Linked DNA regions of Mus musculus: region 1 is linked to region 2. A link is a contact called in public Hi-C data. All regions are on one chromosome and are shown on one strand. Each heading gives the region's core, a stretch centred on a gene start, on an enhancer-like site or on the middle of the called end of the contact. The rest is flanking DNA. Distances are from core to core; before and after follow the strand shown. Region 1 overlaps Rabgap1l (RAB GTPase activating protein 1-like). Region 2 has its middle 20 kb from the start of Cacybp.

The links. Hi-C and Micro-C count contacts between places; a contact is called where the count stands out from the background.
Region 1: a Hi-C map of the C2C12 cell line shows a contact between it and region 2, with 7 times the contacts expected there. The contact joins two enhancer-like sites. A contact is called at or near these places in 1 of 39 promoter capture datasets (the 3T3-L1 cell line), 8 of 15 datasets of contacts at CTCF or cohesin (CD8 T cells, the G1E-ER4 cell line, the NIH/3T3 cell line and 4 more), 197 of 484 Hi-C or Micro-C datasets (the 3T3-L1 cell line, 3T3-L1-derived adipocytes, the 63-12 cell line and 108 more), 30 of 115 datasets of contacts at active chromatin or transcription factors (the 230-238 cell line, CD4 single positive thymocytes, CD8 T cells and 23 more) and 6 of 9 other capture datasets (adipose tissue, embryonic stem cells, embryonic tail and 3 more).

Annotation. Positions count from the first base shown.
Region 1 is chr1:160,365,414-160,372,392 of GRCm38.p6, reverse strand. All of the region lies in intron 18 of Rabgap1l (RAB GTPase activating protein 1-like), which reads left to right. Among named protein-coding and RNA genes, the nearest start is that of Mir1927, 73 kb to the right of the region's middle. Within about 2 kb of position 2,147, at least 57 of the 459 cell types and tissues checked have an H3K27ac peak or open chromatin away from gene starts, as enhancers often do. A contact at or near this core is called in the BV-2 cell line, the C2C12 cell line, the C3H10T1/2 cell line and 6 more, where this site is marked.
Region 2 is chr1:160,229,333-160,235,575 of GRCm38.p6, reverse strand. It overlaps a transcript of Rabgap1l not described here. Among named protein-coding and RNA genes, the nearest start is that of Cacybp, 20 kb to the right of the region's middle. Within about 2 kb of position 1,570, at least 109 of the 459 cell types and tissues checked have an H3K27ac peak or open chromatin away from gene starts, as enhancers often do. A contact at or near this core is called in the BV-2 cell line, the C2C12 cell line, the C3H10T1/2 cell line and 6 more, where this site is marked.

The sequences.
Region 1 (6,979 bases), core at 898-3,397, 140 kb before region 2:
GAGCCATCTCACCAGCCCCCCATATTACACTTTTATTTATATTACTTGGGCAAAAGTTTTGTTGATGGCCACACAACTGTGGGGAAACTGGGAAATATAGTCTGTACTTCAATATTCATATGTCCTGTTACAGTTCTAATCTGTACAGCAGGAAGAACACATTTTCATAGAGAATAATTATAATCTGTCATCGTCTACTGCAATGACCATTCAGTATACAGTCATCCCAGCTTCATCCCACACAGTCACTTCCTCCAGTGGAGACATTCCAAGGCTCCATTTAGTTACTTCAAAGTCATGGAGTGTAGGTAACTTGGATGTCTGTGTTGGAAACAATGGAATGGTCTACAAGGCTTAGAGTCCTGAGACTAAGGAGCCACAGATTACATTAAAGTTCTAGTTAAGAACAACTGCCTGGGACTTGGAGCTATGCTATAGCCAGCAATGAAAACCACTGGATTACTCACCAAAGTGTCTTTAACCAGATTCTGATAGAACTGAATGCTTAACATGAGTAGGAAATAGCACACTCCACAGATGTGGGCAAGAGATAGTTGAGCAATTGAGGGAAAGTTCAGAATTTACAAAAGTCAGGTTCCTTTCATGAAATTCACTAAAAGGCAATTTCAGCCTGACCACTGCAGACAAGACAAGTTGTGACCTTAACAACTACAGCCAGAGTGTTTACCACTCATAACTGTTCTGCCAGGTGAGTATCCCAGCTAAAGAAAAGACTATACACCCCAGCTCTTGGCCTGACCTTTCACAAACTTCAGTGAATGGAGAAAGAAATAAAGCACATGGTTTTAACTTGCACTTGAAAGCAGAGAGAGGTGGATCTCTGTGAATTTGAGGTCAGTCTCTCTACATAGTGAGTTCAAAGCCAACCAGAGCTACATAGTGAGTCACTGTCTCAAAAATAAATAAATAAATAAATAAATAAATAAATACTAGATAGATAGATAGATAGATAGACTGATAGATAGACAGATATAGATAATAAGAAAAGAAATGAAATAAAAACACATAAAAATTATGCCCAAGACTGGTAATGGTGGTGCACGCCTTTAATCCCAGCACTTGGGAGGCAGAGGCAGGTGGGTATCTGAGTTCGAGGCCAGCCTGGTCTACAAAGTGAGTTCCAGGACAGCCAGGGCTACACAGAGAAACCCTGTCTCAGGGAAAAAAAAATGTCCAACTCAAATGCCATGTGACTTCAGTAGAAAAAATTTGAGGAAGAAGAGAGCTAACAATCTGAGACCAAGAAGAGAGTAGCTTAGAGGACCCTGTGAAGAAGAGTGTTCTATTCAGCCCCTGATACCAGGAGTAGCAGTAGATACTATGTGGTAGGCATTTGCTCTCTCTGGGTGATGCTGATGAAGGCCTGATTAGACCATATTAAAAGGATACAAAGGCAGGTTTATTAGGCAATGCTCCCAGACCTGTTCATCAGTCCCAGAGAAAGAGACTGAGGAAGTCACTTCACACATCTGGCCTAGGGATGGGGGAAGTTTTATAAAAGATCTTAGTTGAGGGGTGATGATGTGTCAGCCAGGAGCTGGGACTGTGCCCAAGTATGGTCAAGAGCTGAGCACTTCGGTGGGGATCTGGGTGGCTGGCAGCATCAGGGGAGGAGGTTGGGACAGCTGCCAAGAATGGAGTACTGGGCTCTAAGAGCCAGTCCTTTGTTCTGTTTTTCTGTGCAAGAGGGGTTGGGGGAAGAAGGGCAGTTGGGGTTTCCCAGCTTGAGCAGAGGTGAACAGGGGTCCAGCCTAACACTATGCTAGATGAAGAACACAGGGGAGAGGAGGAAAGAAGAAAGATGAATTCTTGCCAGGTGGGGCCTCCTGACTACTCTGCTGAGAGAGCAGAGAGGGCAAACTGGCTAGAAATCAGAACAGACTGAGGCCAGGAAGGAGGTTGGCCTCTATGGTGTATTGTTTTTAAGACAGGTTCTTACTTGCCCAAGGCTAGCCTCCAACTTCATACATAGCTGAAGATGACCTTGAATTTCTGATTCACCACCATACCTGCTGTAAGTGGTACTGGGGATCAACTCAGAACTTATATGTGCTGGAAATACTCTAGCTGTGTTCTCAGACTAGACACATATCCTGACATGTCTTTGCAGTGCTAAATCTTGCTTACTCATAGCATCTTTCCCAGATTACTGTCTTAGGAGAACTGATTTGAATATTACAAATCATAGCACTCATACATGTCTAAATTCCTTTTAAAATTCTGCCCTGCTGCCTGGGCAGTTCTGCACACTCTTTACTGATTGATTGATCTGGCTATTTTTAAAATTCGCCATTGGAAAGCAAGCCACCAACCATTTCTTCTTAATCTTTAAATTATAAGTGACTCTTCCTTCATCACGAAATGATGAAAGGTGATATATTTCAGATGTGACCCATTGTGTTCTCATTGTCTACAATAAGCTCTTCAGATATTTCTGTGGGTTTTTGTTTGTTTGTTTTGTATTTTGGAGATTGAAAATCTGTTACAACAATATTTCTAAGTACATTATTTCTGTCTCAGTGATTTCTTCACTAAGAATTAAGTCTTGCCCTTGTTTTATCATTCAACTACCAAAGAAAAATCAACAATTTCAGTAAAGGAATTAGAAGGATAATTACAGAAATCTTGACTTGATATTTTATTCTATATAGACAACTACAAGTCGGCTCTGAAGAAACATTGCTGATCCAGACTACAAAAACTCTCAAGTTCTCTGTTCCTCTCTTATTTTCTTGGTCCAAGAGTTGATTCTAAGTTTTCTGTGTGGCGAATTTCCTTCTCTTTCCTAAACTTACTGACAGTTATATAGCATGAATAATCCAAAGCTCGCAGAACACTTTAAACAGCAACATTATGGTAACTTTTAATTTAGAAACCTTTCTGTTCTGTACCAAAACCAGAGTGACTCAACTATTTCCATTTCTAAAATGGTCTTTTCATTTTTCATGGCTAGTCCTTATTTATGATGCTTATATGGTAATAATAGCTTTTGGGGAAGTGTTCTCTTTGGTATCAGTTATTATATTCACAAGGAATCGCTGTACTTAATTGGGTTATCAGTGAATTTAGTATTTAGTTGTGTGACCCTGTATCCAGGGAGAAAAGCAACAATCGAGAAGGATACACTTCAAATGCTTCCAGGTCTTCTGTTTTTGTTTATATACTACTATGACCTTCTTACTGAGTTTGTTTATGGAATTAAAACAAAGTAACTGCCTTGCTATAAGAACATTTAGTAATTGTGAAGGACAGAAGCTGTGATTGAAGCCTATTCACCATCTGCTACAAAAAAGTCATTCAGTTCATTCCAGAGTAAGCCCACAGTGTACTGTGCTGTTTCCCCATGAAGGAGTCTCTGAGGAAGAATAGAGCAATAAATACCAAATGTATAAATGTCAAGGGATCATTATAGTTGATTCTTGCTTGCTAAAATAATAAAGTTCAGAGGCCATGTAAAATTATTATACTCTAAAAGTAAAATAATTGAACAAGTGGAATCTGCTAAGGCTAGAAACTTACATATATGTTCTTCCCTTCCATTATCTTGTCAGGAATGGTTTAAAACCTTATCTCTTCTTTCTCCTGAGACCTGCAGTGACAGTCCAGGATTACATAGGCAGAGAGATAATATATAAGAAAGAACAGGCTAGTGATGGGTATCTTAAACTAATACAAGAAAATACTGGATTTATATCCTCCAATCAGTAAGAGAAGCATAGAAGCTGAATGGTACTCTAAAGACCAAGGCAATAATAAGTACCAAGCTCTGAGGTGGGAGAAGCTTTGTATGTACAAAAAGGCCAATGTGGCTAGAATTTAGTGACCTAGTGAGACTTAGAGAGGGAAGAATTATGGTCAGAAGCCAAGTTAGTAAGAACATATAAGCAAAGGATGATGTGTACATTGGAATTCAACAGGATACCATTGTAAATTCTTTAGGTTTTAGAACATCATTTTGATTAAGGAATGTTGGCGTATAAGATGTAGATTGAAGGGCATGACCATAGACACATGGACTCTAGTTAAGGTATTATTTCAGTGCACCATACAGAAAAGAGGGCTGGCTTGCACTAAGGTAGTCCATGTGTATATGGAGAAAGAGGGCAGACTCAGAGATTCTTTTTGAAACTTTGAATTTTTCAAGACGTGTAGATGGTTTGGAATGCTGAAGGAAAGTGAGGGATGAATATATTCTAGTCTATGCCACTGAAACACAATATCTAAGGCTGAATAATTTGAAAATAGGATTATTTTATAGTCATGATAGCTGAAGGGTTCAAAGAACATAATGAACACATTCTGGAGAGGGTGACCTGGCTGTGTCACAACATAGCAGAAATGTAGAAAGAGGACAAGCCAGGTGAAGAAGGAACACAGCTAAGAGAAAGTGAGCAAAGGCAAGTGAGTACCCATCCTAACAGCCCATTCTGGCAGGAGCCACTGCTCTACTGCAGCCACAACTCACTCCACAAGAGCAGTTTTAATCTTCCTGAGACTGGAGTGCAGGACCCTGTTAAGTCTCACCTCTTAACAACTTCAGGGCTGGCTGGAGACTAAGCTTCAGCGCATAAACCGTAACAGGTTGACCAAACCATAGCCAAGGGTGCTATGGTGGTAACACTGACTGATGTTGGCAATCGTAGGGAAATTCACTGGGTCGTTTGGGGGAAAATGCCCAATTGACATTAACAGGATAAAAACATGAACTTGTTAGTATTCGCATGTTTATGGGAACCCTGAACTCAAAGAAATTGTAGGTGGCCGCCGCTTAAGTACTTGGAGAACAGGTTTTCCTCTGTCTCCTACCATTGCATCCTTCTCCCCCAACCTGACCTGCCTGGTTGGGCCTCAGCGGAAGAGGATGTGCCTAGTCCTGACTGGGACTAGATGTCCCAGGGTGGGTTGGTACCCAAGGGGGTTCCCTTTCTCTAAGAAGAAGAGGAGGGAGCAATGGGGGAGGGACCTGTAAGGGGGAAACAGAGAGAAGAGGAGGGGGCTGCAATCAGGATGCAAAGTGAATAAAAATATTATTAGAAAGAAAGAACAGATTTTATTTTATTTGTGTATGTGTGTGTGTTTATGAAGCCCACACTGCTATCCTTAAATTCGTAATCCAGCTGGCTCCACATCCCAAGTGCTGGAGTTACGGGCATGCATATGACACCAAACCTAGCTTTGGTACCACTGTTCTATTCACAACGTTTTTGAAAAGATCATCTTGGCTTTTACATGTACATGAGGACACATGATATTTGTCTTTCCATGCTTACTTACTTCACAACCTCTAGCACTTCAGTCACATGGCTGTAGGTGATAGAATTTTGGTTTGGGGGTTGTTATTGTTGTTGTTATTTTTAGAACCAAATGATATTCTGGTGTGTGTGTGTGTCCGTGTGTGTGTGCCTGTGTCCGTGTGTGACATTTTTCTTTATACACTCATCATTTGATATACACTTAGGTTGATGTCATATCTTGGCTCCTGTGAATAGTTAGTTCTTCAAAAAACATTGTAGTGCAGATGTCACTTATGCATGCAGATCTCTATTCTCTTGGCTGTATACCAGGAGTGGATCATATGTTAGTTCTATTTTTATGGTTTTTTGAGACCCTGCACAGTGTTTTCCATAATGGAGACACAGATTTATGTTTCTGCCAACAGTATATGAGAGCTCCACCTTCTCCACAGCTGCACCAGCGTTTGTTCCTTTTTTAAATGTTTTATTTCTATTGATAAACTCTGTCTTGAAGTATGTGTGCATGAGGGCAGGTGCGTTTGGAGGCTAGAAGAGGCTTCAGAAGAGGGTGGAATTACAGGCAGCTCTGAGCTCCTGTATGAGTATTGAGATGGGAACTGCTGTCTTCTGCAAGAACAGCAAGTAATCATAGCCCCTGTTTATGTTTATCTGCTTCATAGTTGTCATTTTAACTGGTGAGATGACATCTTACTATGGCCTGACTTACAATGACTAGTGAGCTTGAACTTTTCCATGTCTCTTTGGTTATTTTCATGTGGTCTTATAAATGTCTATGTCATTTACCATCTTTAATTGAATTCTTCGGCTTTATTTATGTTGAGTTGTATATATTCTTTATGTGCCCTGGAGATTAATTCCAGCCAGATAAGTAGTCTAATAAGTATTTTTTTTCATTCTGTATGTTCTCCTGTCTCTCTCAATTGTTTGTTTTGTTGTTCAGAAGCATTTTCACATGATGGGATAGCCTTTGTCAGGTTTTGGTTCTGTTGCCTATATATGAAGTCAAATACCAAAAAGCATTCGTCCCAACTCAAGTGTCTTAAAGCTGTTCTCTTTCGTTTTGTTGCTCTCAGGGGATTTTAGAGTTTCTAGTGTTACATGTAAGTTTGAATTGACTATTTTTTCATATGGTGAGACATAAGAAGTGATATATATATATTATATATATATTATATATATATTATATATATGTATAATATATGTGTGTGTGTGTATATATATATATATATATATATATATATGTATATGTATATGTATATAACCCGCCCTCAGTGACACACTTCCTCTTTCAAGGCCACACCTCCTACTGCCACTCCCTAAGCATTTAAATATTAGTCTTGAGGGCCTTTCTTAGTCAAACCACCACACTAACTGAACTATCATCTCCTTAGCACTGTAACGCCATTTATCGAAGGTACTCTTTTCTCAAGAGTATGTTCTTTCCATCTTTGTTACAATCATTTGGCTCAGATGTGGATTTATTTTGTGATATTTGATTCTCTTTATTTGTTTGGTTTTTTCTGCTTTTACATCAGTGTTCCATTGCTTTGGTTCCTAGTGCTCTGTAGTATCTACTAAAGTTAGGTGCTATAAATGCTCCCAGCTTTGTTCTCTCTGCTGAACATGCCTTGATTATTTCAGGATATTTGTTCCCTCCTCATTAATTTTGTGATTTTTTTTTCCTAAACCGATGAAGAATGTCA
Region 2 (6,243 bases), core at 321-2,820:
ATTGTGTAATTTCTATTTTTTTTTAGGAAGGTCTTAGTCCATTTATACATTAGGAACATCTTTTCATAAAACTATCTCAAGGCTGAGGCTGTAGATCCATGGTAATAAATGTATAAATGTAACACACATAAATATACACATATTTACATAGACATGCATACACATACATGCATATGCACATACACAATACACACATGTGTACATACACACACGTGTACATACATACATACATGATGTGTGTATGTGTGTGTAAATATCCCTCCTGTTCATTCAGTGTGTATTCAAAATGAGGTTTCAGAGCTGCCTTCCACCTTTTGTGATAGCATTGTGTTTATTTAATGCTTTCTGGTGGTGAAGCTTGATTGATACTTCATGGGAATCATAAAATGAATTGGTCTACTTTTTCTCCTCTAGAAAGTATTTTTTGTTGTGTTTTTAAAAATATTTTTGTTGTTGTTTTGAGGCGCCTGAAACCCTTAATTCTGCCTCAGCTCTCTAGTGCTAGCATTAGAAATGCTTGCTTTCACACCACCCTCTAGCTGCTTTTAGGATGGAGAGGGGGTAATTCCTGTACATAGACATAAGGAACTATTGCAGAATATTTCATTACACTGTGAACCTGTGATTGTGTTACTTATTGGAAAAAAAAAAAAAACCACTGTTTTTAGTTGTGGTGTGGCTCAGCCCTTAGCATACACCTTTAATCCCAAACAGTGATGATAAAGTTAGTTTGTAGAAGGAAGCACCCATGTTTGAAAAATGATCTCTAGTTGAGTGGCAGACAAAGTGACAAATCAGAGAAAGATTTGACAGAATAGGCTATGCCCAGCTCTCAGGAGGGAGAGGAAAGGGAAGCTATGTAAAAGAGCAGTCCAGAGAGAGAAAGGACAGTAGGAGGTAATTTTACAGGGAGAGTTTTAGAGACAATTGAAGAGACACACATGAAGACAGGAGAAGCCAAAAGATTAGAACAGATTGCTAATGTTAGTTTGAGACCAAGCAGAGCGATTCATTCAGGAGAAGCAGAGGGGGAGGAGGGAGATTGAATCAGTCAGCTTGGAGAGGAGTTTAAGCCAGAGTTGAACCAACCGGCCAGAGTTCAGAAAGAAGTAGGAAAGGGTGAGCTTATTTAGCAGTAAGTATCCAAGGCTGAAACATTCTAAACCTAGATTAGATTGCTTAGAGGCTAGAAGCTTTCAGGATAGGCCCTAATTAGCAGACTGAAGCAGTAAGCCTCTGAGACAGTTATTTCAGCAGAATAAAAGATACTTTTACAAGGGACCCAGGAAGTATCCCTTGTCTGTCAGTGTGTGTGCTCCCAGAGCAAGTGCAGGAAACCTTCTAGGAACATGTTATGGTTTGACTTGTACTTTGAAGGCTGGGCAAGGCAGAGTGTGGATTTGGAGGAAAGCCAGATGGAAAATGGTGGAAAGAGGGATGAGTGAGCAGAAAAGTATTTCATTTGGCAAGAGATTCAAATGCAGAAGTGAAACAAAAACCCCCAGGGGCCCAGGCTGTCCTGGGCTGAAGAGTTGGGGTTTATATTGTGTTTGAAACAGGATGTTTTGAGTAGAAGTAGCTGCTGGTGGATGTGCTATTGGCACTGTTTAGATGTTGTGAGGAATATGGAGCCAGTGGCAGAGGTCCCCAGACAGGAACACAGATCAGACTAAAAATGAGAAGAAGTAGATTCTAAAGCCAAAATAGTAATAGTTAAAACAGAAGAGACATGGGGTTTGCTTTGGGTTGGTTGGTTGGTTTTGCTAGAAAGGGCAAAACTAATTCTGAGATGTTTGTGGGGTAATTAGATGGAAATCAGCTCAGGGAACATAAAGACTGTGAGCCCTTGTAACCTGTCATTACATGCAAATACATTTTTTTAATTTATTTTTTTATTAGGTATTTTCCTCGTTTACATTTTCAATGCTATCCCAAAGGTCCCCCATACCCCCCCATCCCCTACCCACCCACTCCCCCTTTTTGGCCCTGGCGTTCCCCTGTACTGGGGCATATAAAGTTTGCAAGTCCAATGGGCCTCTCTTTGCAGTGATGGCCGACGAGGCCATCTTTTGATACATATGCAGCTAAAGACAAGAGTTCCCGGGTACTGGTTAGTTCATATTGTTGTTCCACCTATAGGGTTTCAGTTCCCTTTAGCTCCCTGGGTAATTTCTCTAGCTCCTGCATTGGAGGCCGTGTGACCCATCCAGTAGCTGACTGTGATCATCCACTTCTGTGTTTGCTAGGCCCCGGCATAGTCTCACAAAAGCAAGTTATATCTGGGTCCTTTCAGCAAAATCTTGCTAGTGTATGCAATGGTGTCAGCATTTGGAAGCTGATTATGGGATGGATCCCTGCATATGGCAATCACTAGATGGTCCATCCTTTCATCACAGCTCCAAATTTTGTCTCTGTAACTCCTTCCATGGGTGTTTTGTTCCCATTTCTAAGAAAGGGTAAAGTGTCCACACTTTGGTCTTCGTTCTTCTGACAAATACATTTTAATTGACACATTTTGCAATAGGTGGCCAGTGTATTCCAGGTGCACAGCCACACTAGGCTTTGAACATAGGCTTTGAACTCAGGTCCTTGACGCTTGCTCAGCAATCCCTACTATGGACTGAACATCTCTGCAGCCCTTAATTTCTTTGATATATTAACTACAAGTTTTTATTTTATTTTTTATTTTTTTTTGGCAGGGCTAGAGAGAAGGCTCGTCAGTTAGAAATAGTTGTTGCTCTTACAAAAAAGACCCGGGTTCTCTTGCCAGTGCCCACATGGTGGCTCACAGACATCTGTGATCCAGCTCTCTGGGATCCAATGCTTTTTTTTTTTTTTTTTTTAGTTCTGTGGACACCAGGCACACATGTGGCACACACATACACCCAGGCAAATGTGCACATACATAAAATAAATAAATCTAGGTGGGTTATACATGTCACGAGTCCAGTGTATACTTTGAAATTTGACAACTCTTACTTTTCATTCATGTGTCTATTTTGTTTCATATGTTTAAGATTTATTTTCATTCATTTTTGTAAAAGAAAAGATTCTTATTTCAGACAATAGATTTAACATTCTACTTTTTAAATATTTTCACCCCAGAAAGCATTTCTTTTGACTTGTTTCAGTACTTACCAACACCTTATGTCAGAATCAATCATTAAATAGGTTTTTATTAAACATGTGTTTCCTACTGGCCAGGTGCTGTTCAGTTCTGCACCCTGCACACCTATTGTGTTCATTTGATTACTGTAGCCTAGCACTGCTTAGTCATGAAGGAACTGAAGCACTTTATTCACTATGATACTTAAGGAAACTTTTGTGATTGAAAAGAGAAATTCTATGGCCCAGCGGGAATTGTTGCTAGTTTATAATTCTTTGTACTGAATTCATAGTATGAAGTAGCTCTCAATAGAGATTTAATAGGTGGTTCCGCGGAGAGGCTCTGAATTCATTATTGCTAGCCACAGAAAGCTGGTGACAGCAAGAACCCACTTCTGTGCTGAATGTCTCTCCTGATTAGGTCAGGCTTCCCACACGGAGCTTGCAGGCCTTCTCCTCATTTCAGAAATGACTGTTTGCAGTGCTGCTCACTTGCAAAAACATCTCCTAGGACCCGACATGCTAGTGTGCTCTGTGAACTGATAAACAGTTAAGTCACCATTCATTCTGTTTCCTAGTAAAGAAACTCTGCTCTGTCTTTAGATATGTTCTCAATTAAGTACCAGGCTGGAGAAACAGCAAGCAGCCAGCAAGGAGGAGCTAGAAGCAGTAAAGGTAAGACGCGTGATGTCATTTCTTCCGAAGCCATCCTCAGAGACCCCTCTCCGCACTTTGTATAATGCACTCAGACACTAGGGCGAGTCTTAGTCCTCTTTCCTGCCCCAGGCATGTCTTTCCTGATATTTATGCTCCTATAGCTAACATGGGACTTCACAGGCAAGGTGGTAGGAAAGGAGAGACTATATAAGCCCTGAGTCTTGTGTCTTCTTGGGTGGTGGGAACCCACTCAAGAAAGTTCAGCACCTCACATCTGACTGTTGATCTAATAGACTGGCTTCCATTTGGATTCTGCAGGATTATCCTGACAGTCTCTTCAACAGCAAGCACTACTGGAAAAAACAATTGATTCAGCAAAGAATTTTTACTTTCATAATAAAATATAATATAGTAAAATATAAGAGAAAACAAAAACTGTCATATTGGAGTTGGACAAGACAAACAGAAGGAAAAGAACCCAAGAGAAAGCATAAGAATTAGAAACCCACTTATTCTCAGACTTATGAATCCCATAAAAACACTGAACGGGAATCCGGTTTTTAATGTTTTTCGAGGAAAGGTATTCCAGCTATTTTTATGCTGCCCCCTGGTGGGTAAAACTCCTTATGTCATTTCTTTATTTTAGAAAAGGCATTGCTTGTTTCTTAGAAATAGGAGAAATGGGAGCAGTGAATATGATCAAAACAGGCCGTATGGGACTCCTGAAGAACTAATAAAGATAACAGTACACCAAATGGATTGGTATTCTCAATAAGAATCAATGTACAATATCTTCCTTTTGACAAATTTTGTTAAATTTATTTTTGTATACATTTTTTAAATGTAGAAGTGTTGTGTCTGCATGCATACCTAAATGCCAGAAGAGGACATCAGATCCCTTCATAGATGGGCCTCTGGAAGAGCAACCAATATTCTTAACTGCTGAGACATCTCACCAGCCCACAATAAATTCTTACAAATACCCAATACAGTGTTAGTTTGCCAGATAGCTTTCTATTTGAACATATTCAGGTTCACATATGAGAGTGTCCTAGTCAAATTAGCATTTAATGGGGTTGAAAATTTAACTTCTCTAATCTTCAAAGTTTTTCTTCAGAATAGAACATTGCATGTGTCATAATTTTAGAGAGTAAGTAAGGTAAGTACTTAGGTTAATTTGGGGGATGATACAGCAGGAGCTGTCCTTACAGTTTAAGTGGGGTTTTCTCACTTCATGGTACAAAACATTAATTGAGGTTCTTAGAAAAAGCTTGTTGGCCAGACAGTGGTGGCACACGCCTTTAATCCCAGCACTTGGGAGGCAGAGGCAGGCAGATTTCTGAGTTCGAGGCCAGCCTGGTCTACAAAGTGAGTTCTAGGACAGTCAGGACTACACAGAGAAAGCCTGTTTCAAAAAACCAAAAACCAAAAAGAGAGAGAGAGAGAGAGAGAGAGAAAAGAAAAGGCTTGTGGTCTTTTTTCCTAAATATACTAAAATTTTAGGGTCACTTTTTTCCCTGTCTGATGTGCCTTTTCATTTCTTTTTCTACTTAGCATTTTCCATTCTTTCTACGTTATAGGTCCACTTGTATGTTTGACCAATATGAGTAGTGATACATCATGATTGAAGTCTTGAACTAAAATCTTTGTGGAAATAAAACCCAAACAATTTCATTGAACACATAGAAATGGTTTCATTGAGAAACTGTTATTGTATACAAAATTGAACTGTCCTTTTGATATAAAAGTACAAAGGAAAAAGACTTGGAATTTTCCTGTAAGGCAAGTTACACACACGTTCATACACAAGCATCATTTAGGAATCATAGGACAGTTCTGCATTTAGATCACACTGGCAGAGGTGTAGGATAGACAAAACCTAAGAGCTACCAGCCAGAGAACTTTAGGGACTAATGCAGGATGCATAGCATTCAGCTAGAGAGAAGGGTTTAAAAGAATATTCTAAAAAATAAAAAAATATTAAAAAGGAATATTCTAGAAAAGCAGTGAGGACACAGAGTCATTATGTCATTATTCATTAGAGGAGACAGATGTGATTACAATAAGTGATGGAGAAAAACAAGAAGGTAAGGTCAGCAACTGAGGGGCTGGAGAGATGGCTCAGCGGTGGTTAAGAAACTCACTGCTCTTCTAAGGGACCTGGGTTCAGTTCCTTGTACCCATATCGAAGCTCACACTTGTCTGTAACTCCAGTTCCAGGGGATCTGACACCTTCCTACACACGCACATGTAGGTAAAACACCAATGCACAAAAATTTTTTAAAAAATTTTTTTAATTAGCTAATGAAAGGTGATGGCATCCTAAAAGAGAAAGGTGAACTTGCACAAGGAAGAGTGACTAGCTTTTATTAGTACCTGTTTTATGCACTAATCTTTGCTGTCCTAAGGCTTTATGTGCCTTCGTCCTTGTAGCCCTACAACTACCCTAGGAAACAGACAGGATTGCATCTTCCAGCGATT